Linked DNA regions of Rattus norvegicus: region 2 is linked to region 1. Evidence: chromatin contacts called from public Hi-C data. All regions are on one chromosome and are shown on one strand. The core of a region is the stretch at or near the end of the contact, and the rest is flanking DNA. Distances in the headings are between cores, read along the strand shown.

Region 1 (3,210 bases), core at 71-2,570:
AGCTGGCAAACCAGCCTCAGCACTTGGGCAGGGTGAGGGACACACCTCCCAATGCTGCGGGGACCGGGGAATGCGGGTGGGGGTTGTTCACTTGCCCTCCGATCTCTCTCTGCTGTAAAAGCTGAGCTGAGCGGCAGAGACCAGGCATGCGCAGCATCTTAGGGCGCATTGTGATGGGAACTGCTTTTCTGAGTCTCTTCACAAAGACTCAAGAGTAACCACTAACCACCCCTCAAGACCCCTCATCTTTAAGACACACATACAAATGTAGAGACACTGCAGCTTTTTAAAAACAGGAAACTGGTTGCAGCTTGAAAGTCTGGTCCACGTGAGGTTTGGTGTATTTCTGTTGATCCCATCTCCAGTGTTGACATACGCTGGCACCTAGGCTTTGCAGTCCAGAGCTGCAGTTTGCAGTGGAGCTAAGCGGTGTGCGGCTTTAATTCCACGTCAGATCAACTTTGATCAATATCCCCCTACCGGCCCAATTGGAAGAACCCAATTCACCGGAGCTGAGCCTTTGAGGCTTTTTAGCTCTTTTCTTCTTCCCCCCTCTTTAGATCCACCATCTTCGAGGGCGGGGGAGCCCTTTGGTTTTCTTTATAATTTCTTATTTCTTCATCTCTTCACTGTTTTTTTCTTTTTTTCACGATTTTGGTTTCACTCCGGTTTTAATTTTCTCTGTTTCTGTCTGTCTCCCTGTCTCTATCTCTGTGCCTGTCTCTCTGTCTCTGTCTCCTCTCCTTCTCTCCCTCTGCCTCTGTGTCTTTGTCTCTATCTGTCTCTGTCTCTCTGTCTCTGTCTGTCTCTCTGTCTCTGTCTGTCTTTCTCTGTGTCTCTGTCTCTCAGTCTCTCTCTCTCTCTCTCTCTCTCTTTCTCTCTCTCTCTCTCTCTCTCTCTCTCTCTCTCTCTCTCTTCTCTCAGAAATCGCTTTGGGGAACCCAGCTTGCAGCCAATGAACCCGCCTTCCAGATTGGTGTGAAGACAGAAGTGAGGTGGGGGGGAGCGTGGAGGGGGTGTGAGAGATCCTGGGAGGGGGGAGAGGAAGAGAGGAGAGAGGAAGAGAGGAGAGAGAGAGAGAGAGAGAGAGAGAGAGAGAGAGAGAGAGAGAGAGAGAGAGAGAGAGAGAGAGAGAGAGAGAGAGAGAGAGAGAGAGAGAGAGAGAGAGAGAGAAGAGAGAAGAGGAGGAGGCGGCGGAGGAGGAGGATTAGTGTGGGGTGGAAAGGAAGAGTGAGCGAGCGAGAGCAAGTTGAGGGGAGGGGGTGTAAGAGCCGGCGAATTCTTTTTCTTTTTCTATTATTATTTTGACGACTCCCGAGTTGCGCCCATGCTCTTGTCAGCTTCGTTTTAGGCGTAGCACAGCCAGGCAGAAGAAAATGGGGCAAAGCGTGCTCCGGGCGGTCTTCTTTTTAGTCCTGGGGCTTTTGGGTCATTCTCACGGAGGATTCCCCAACACCATCAGCATAGGTAAGCTCCCCAGAGCCAGCCAGAGGGGGCCAGGCTCTTCTGCATCCGAAACCCACTACCCTAGTGGGGTTGGGGCTATCTCAGCGCGAGTCCCTGTCCTGCATGGCTTGGGAACGGTGACTAGGGATGGGGGACTGAGCCGAGATCTTGGAGACCTGAGCTGAAAGGAACTGAGGAGTATAGGGAGCATCCGAGATGGAGAAGGGGTCTCCAGGGGCTAATGCGGGTGGGTGGCCAGGTTTTCTGAGCTGACCAAGGAGCAAGGGAGTCAATCTGGAGGTTGGGATGCTGCAAGAGGCTAAGAGTCGCGGCTTTTCAGCTCGCTATTCTGGACTTTGCCAGGGCATGCTTGCAGCCACTGGAAGTTGTCCCAGGGTGATACTGCCTGTCTGGCCGCGCCAGGACGCATAACCTGGGCCCAGGTCGCCCTGTCCCGAGTCTCAGGATTCAGTGTAACAGGGTACTGTTAGAGGAAATGGAACCCACTTTGAATCCCCCAGACCAAGGAAGTAGCTGTGTGGATGGAGGCTGGGGTGGGAAGTGGGGGTGATACAAGGAGTCGGGCAAGCAGGGAAGTCACGCAGACCAAGGATTCATGAATTGCGGCTGTGTCTGTCTGGAGACCAGCTCCAGTAGCCGGAAGGGAGTTCTCCCCGCCTCTGCCTGTATTTGCAAGTAGAGAAGTTAGAATTGTTGCTTTTCTTGAACTAACCCCCTATATTGTCATGGGGGAAGGTTGGGACAGCAATGGGAACAAAATTGTTTTTCTTCCCACCCTATCCTTGTACCCCAGGGGGGTGGGAAATGAACCAGCTGTGGGGATAAGGGTGGGGGTGGGGCTGAAGTCAGGGTTCGGGGCCAGACTCAAGCTAAAGAACCAAGTCCCACTTTTAGTTCTTTCACCCTTCCCCTACAGCAGCCTCCTCTCTTTTCCCCTTCTTTTTAGTTCCCTCCCAGTACAAACCCCAGGTTTTTCACAGTGGAAATCAGAGTTTCCAAGTCTTGAAAGACACACAGGTTGAAAAAAAAATCAATCCTCAGTTAAGCTTCCCAGTAACACTGAGGTAGCCTGTTAGCTGGTGCTTGCTACTTTCTAACTCACCCTGAAGTAGGGGGGACACAAGCCGAATCTCCATTGCCTTTGCTTCTAGGTGGACTTTTCATGAGAAACACGGTTCAGGAGCACAGCGCTTTCCGCTTTGCTGTGCAGTTATACAACACCAACCAGAACACCACTGAGAAGCCCTTCCATTTGAATTACCACGTAGACCACTTGGATTCCTCCAATAGTTTTTCTGTGACTAATGCTTGTAAGTAGATCTGCGTTGGCTCCCTTTGGGACCTTAGGGGACCTCATTTGCATTTTGTTTGTGATGCACGGGGCTTTGCATACGTGTGTGCTAGGGGGTGGGGGTGGGGGTGATTGCCTCAATAAGCAGACTGAGGCGGTAGTCAATCCTGGGTTCATGTTGCATAAATCAACCTTGAAGTATTCTGCTGAGGGGCTGAAAGCAGTGGGCAAAACTCTGTGGTGAATTATGTTTGATGCAAAACTTCCACTTTCCTCCCTGCTAAACTGGTGTTCTCTTCCCCCGCACCCTTTTCTGTGGGGGGAAAAGAAAGAAAGAAAGAAAATAGCATGGTTGTTCAGGGAAATTTCAGATGGGATTTAAAAAGAAGCAACAGCCGCTCCTTGATTGAGTCAATGCGGGGCATACAGTACTTGAGTGGTAAAGCTGTGTC
Region 2 (3,388 bases), core at 643-3,142, 210 kb after region 1:
GTGTACATGTGGAATATGAGGATGCAGAGAGCTGACTGTATGCCATGAAATTAACCACATAATTGCCAAAGTCAATAACCAGGAGACAAGAGGCCACAAAAAGGACCATTTTGCACTTAGGTTTATTTTCAGTCATGTCAACAGCCAATCTCAGCTGAGTCATTCTGATCAACCACATGATGATATGAGTCAGTATTAGGGTGGCCACAGTAACTAGATTATGATATGCAGGCCTGATTTAAAATCAGACAGACATAGCCACAGTCCATTAGCCTCAATAAAATGGCACAATGTAATTTCCATAAATTACTGTATTTTCCTCCACATTTCAAGCAGGCAATGCATAAACTGCCATTAGTATTCACAGCATAATATACCTCTTCCCATATAAAACTCCAATTCTGGAATTACTCCAAACTCAAGCTTCACTCTGGCCTCAGCAAAACCCATCATTCCACATCAGGATGACTTTTAAAGGTACAGTGCAAGTAAACAACAAATAACAACACACAAACGTGTTCAGTGTTACCACAACCATATTTCTCAGTGCTGGTTTAAAATCTATAATCTTCACACCATTTTGGATTTCCTTATCCAAAACCTAGTTATTTTCATGCTACAAAAGTTTTGGGTATTTTTCTTCTTAGATGTTTTTATCTATTTACTTCATTCATTTTTTAGTTTCATTGGTGAATGAGAGAGAGAGAGAGAGAGAGAGAGAGAGAGAGAGAGAGAGTGCCCAATAGCATGTAAGCGGATGTCAGAGCATAGCATAGCATAACTCTTTGGGGAGTCAATTCAATCCTTCCACATGTGGGTCATGGGAATCTCTTTGTCAGTATGAAACCACAGACAATTTATTTTCTGCTTCTCCTCTCTGTGCCTATTTCTTTATAAAACTCCTTGGCGTGCTTATCTATAATACAGTCCTAGGCAACAGAGATGGGAGATGTAAAAAGTTGATACCCGTCAAGCAATTAGAACAGCTTACCACAAAGGAAGTGTTCAATTAGTGACAGTTTCTGTTTTATCAATTTTATTACCCTACTGCTATGGATGCCATTTTGAAGCGTTAATATTCTGTGCAATAGTTACTTTCAGAGTCAGATAAGTCTATGACATGTTCAAAAATTTGAATATGTCAAGCATAAAATATTATGAAATGTCTAAATTTTTAATCCAAGTACGTTGTATACTTTTAGCATTGGGAAGGGTGACACACTCTTTTCTGACTCATACTCATGTGTTTATTCCTTCTGATTAAAAAAATTTTTTTTCAAGATACAATCGTAAGGATGCAGATTTTCACTTCTAAAAAGTGAAAATGAATATATTTGACTAAGTTTTAGGTATCCAAAGAAAAACAAAAACTGCAGGCTTAAAGATAATCAAGTGTATTTTTTAAAAATAAGTAATCAAGAAATAGTACTTTTATTTATCAAAAACACTTGACAGAATTCTCAGGTTACATTCCCATAAACAGCTGAATTTTCCACATGCTAAGAAAAGGGGGGTCATCTTGGGACACAGAAATTTGAATTTCCTTCAGAGTGGTAAAATCATAGAACATGCAGAGAAGACCTTGATTTGTCAGTTCTCAGCCCAGAACTGCCCTCTTCCCACAGAGCCTGGAGGTGTGCCAGGCTCCTACGCTTCTTCTTTACTTTCTAGCAGAGTGGGAGCTCTTTCTGTGAGATTTTATGGGTACAGAAAAACATAGCCTAACCAGGAAGGAGCTTCTCTCCACAGCAGAACTATACAAAGGATGATGTGGCAATATTTTATAAAACCAAAGGAGCAGATTTTAATTTCTGTAGACCACACTTGCTCCCAGCAATCCTGCAAAGGAAGTGAATCCTAATCTTAGTCACAAGTCATTTCTGAGCATTCGTTGCCCTCTGACTTTCCACATTCCCTCTCCATGAGTAGCACTTGTAATGGAGGAACATAACTTACAACTCTAATTCTATGCTAAAACTTTTAGAAAATACTGTGGCGTAGGTCCAACTCCCATAATTCTGATCTGACTTGTCCAGGGGAGACTCTAGGCAAGGATTATGTCTTGTTTTGCTGTCTTTTGTGGGTTTGGTTTTGTTGTTGTATTGTGCTGTGTTGTTGATGGGCAAGCTTGAGAGTCGCTGGTGAGAGCAATGCTTGTTCATTTCTCAGTTTGATGCACTCATCACTTTCAATAGAATCACGAATGATGCCTATGAATCACATACTCTTGGGAAAGCAGAAATTCTGAATCTACATTTTAGCAAGACCCCTCCCAATGCCAATGAACAATAATATTGACTTTTTTTTTTCATTTTACAATGTGTCTATCTGTGACTACATTCCCTAATAATTGGATTAAAAAGTTGAAGAAAAAATAATGCTTGTTATTAAAACATTCCCACCACTTTCCTACTAATTGAATACTGTTAGTTTCTAAAGACCACATAGAATGAAATTTCAATAGTAAGAAATCAATGGCAGAAACCCAGTGGTGGTGCATGCCTTTAAATCCCAGCATTCAGAAGTCAAAGGCAGGCACATCTCTGAGTCTGAGGCTAGCTTGATCTATAGAGAGAGTTCCAGGATAGCCAGGGCTATTACACAGAAAATCCCTGTCTCAAAAAAGAAAAGGAAAGGAAATATTCGGTAGGATAGAATTGGCTTCTTTGTCTTAGGATTTGAGAAGGAAAGAAGAGGAACAACAGTGTTTTAGTACCTCCCAAAAACTGTATAATGAAGGGAGTTCCCTACTACAATTAGGTCTATCCTGGGTGGCTAAGATTCTTGTGTGAACAGAAAGTATTTTGACCTCTTGATCCTCACTAACCATTTACATGACAATGAAAAGAAACCTTTCCATTTGGCACTATGCCTCATGGTGACCAACTATACAAAACAGCCAAGTCTACATTTGGACCTCAAGTTAACGGCATGAATTTGTCACTATACTCCCATTTCCCTTTAAATATAAAAAGTATTTGGATCCTGTATTTTGCATGACATGACTTTAGGTCACATGTTCCCTAAATTGACTACACAGATAATCACCTGTGTAGTATTTAAAAGTCCAGATATCTAGGTATTCTTCCCACCCCCACCCGGAGCTTTGATTTAATTGATCTTGGATAGACCACAGTGTTTAATCTTCTGTATGTGTACCCAGAAAAGGTCATAGAATGCAAATGTACGATGTGAAATTATAAATGAGAAATGATAAAAGAAAGATTTTTTTATTTGATTAAAAAAGTTTGATTCTAAATCTGTGCTATTTTTGAATCACTGAGACAAAATACCAACTTCAAGGAGGAAAGGTTTACTTTGGCTCATGATCTCAGGATTTTTAGCCCATAAGTACTTGGCCCCTTGCTTTGAGCATCTGCTGAGGCAA

Evidence for each region. A called contact is a pair of places that touch in the nucleus more often than the background predicts.
Region 2: a Hi-C map of Schwann cells shows a contact between it and region 1, with 5 times the contacts expected there. The contact joins the enhancer-like site here to the promoter of Gria3 in region 1. A contact is called at or near these places in 1 of 12 Hi-C or Micro-C datasets (Schwann cells) and 1 of 1 datasets of contacts at active chromatin or transcription factors (oligodendrocytes).

Annotation. Positions count from the first base shown.
Region 1 is chrX:125,103,285-125,106,494 of GRCr8, forward strand. Gria3 (glutamate ionotropic receptor AMPA type subunit 3) reads left to right here and starts at 1,321. Exons shown (of 16, transcript NM_032990.2): 1 at 1,321-1,467; 2 at 2,619-2,777. The coding sequence starts at 1,377.
Region 2 is chrX:125,315,944-125,319,331 of GRCr8, forward strand. All of the region lies in intron 11 of Gria3 (glutamate ionotropic receptor AMPA type subunit 3), which reads left to right. Among named protein-coding and RNA genes, the nearest start is that of Gria3, 210 kb to the left of the region's middle. Within about 2 kb of position 1,893, at least 4 of the 93 cell types and tissues checked have an H3K27ac peak or open chromatin away from gene starts, as enhancers often do. A contact at or near this core is called in Schwann cells, where this site is marked.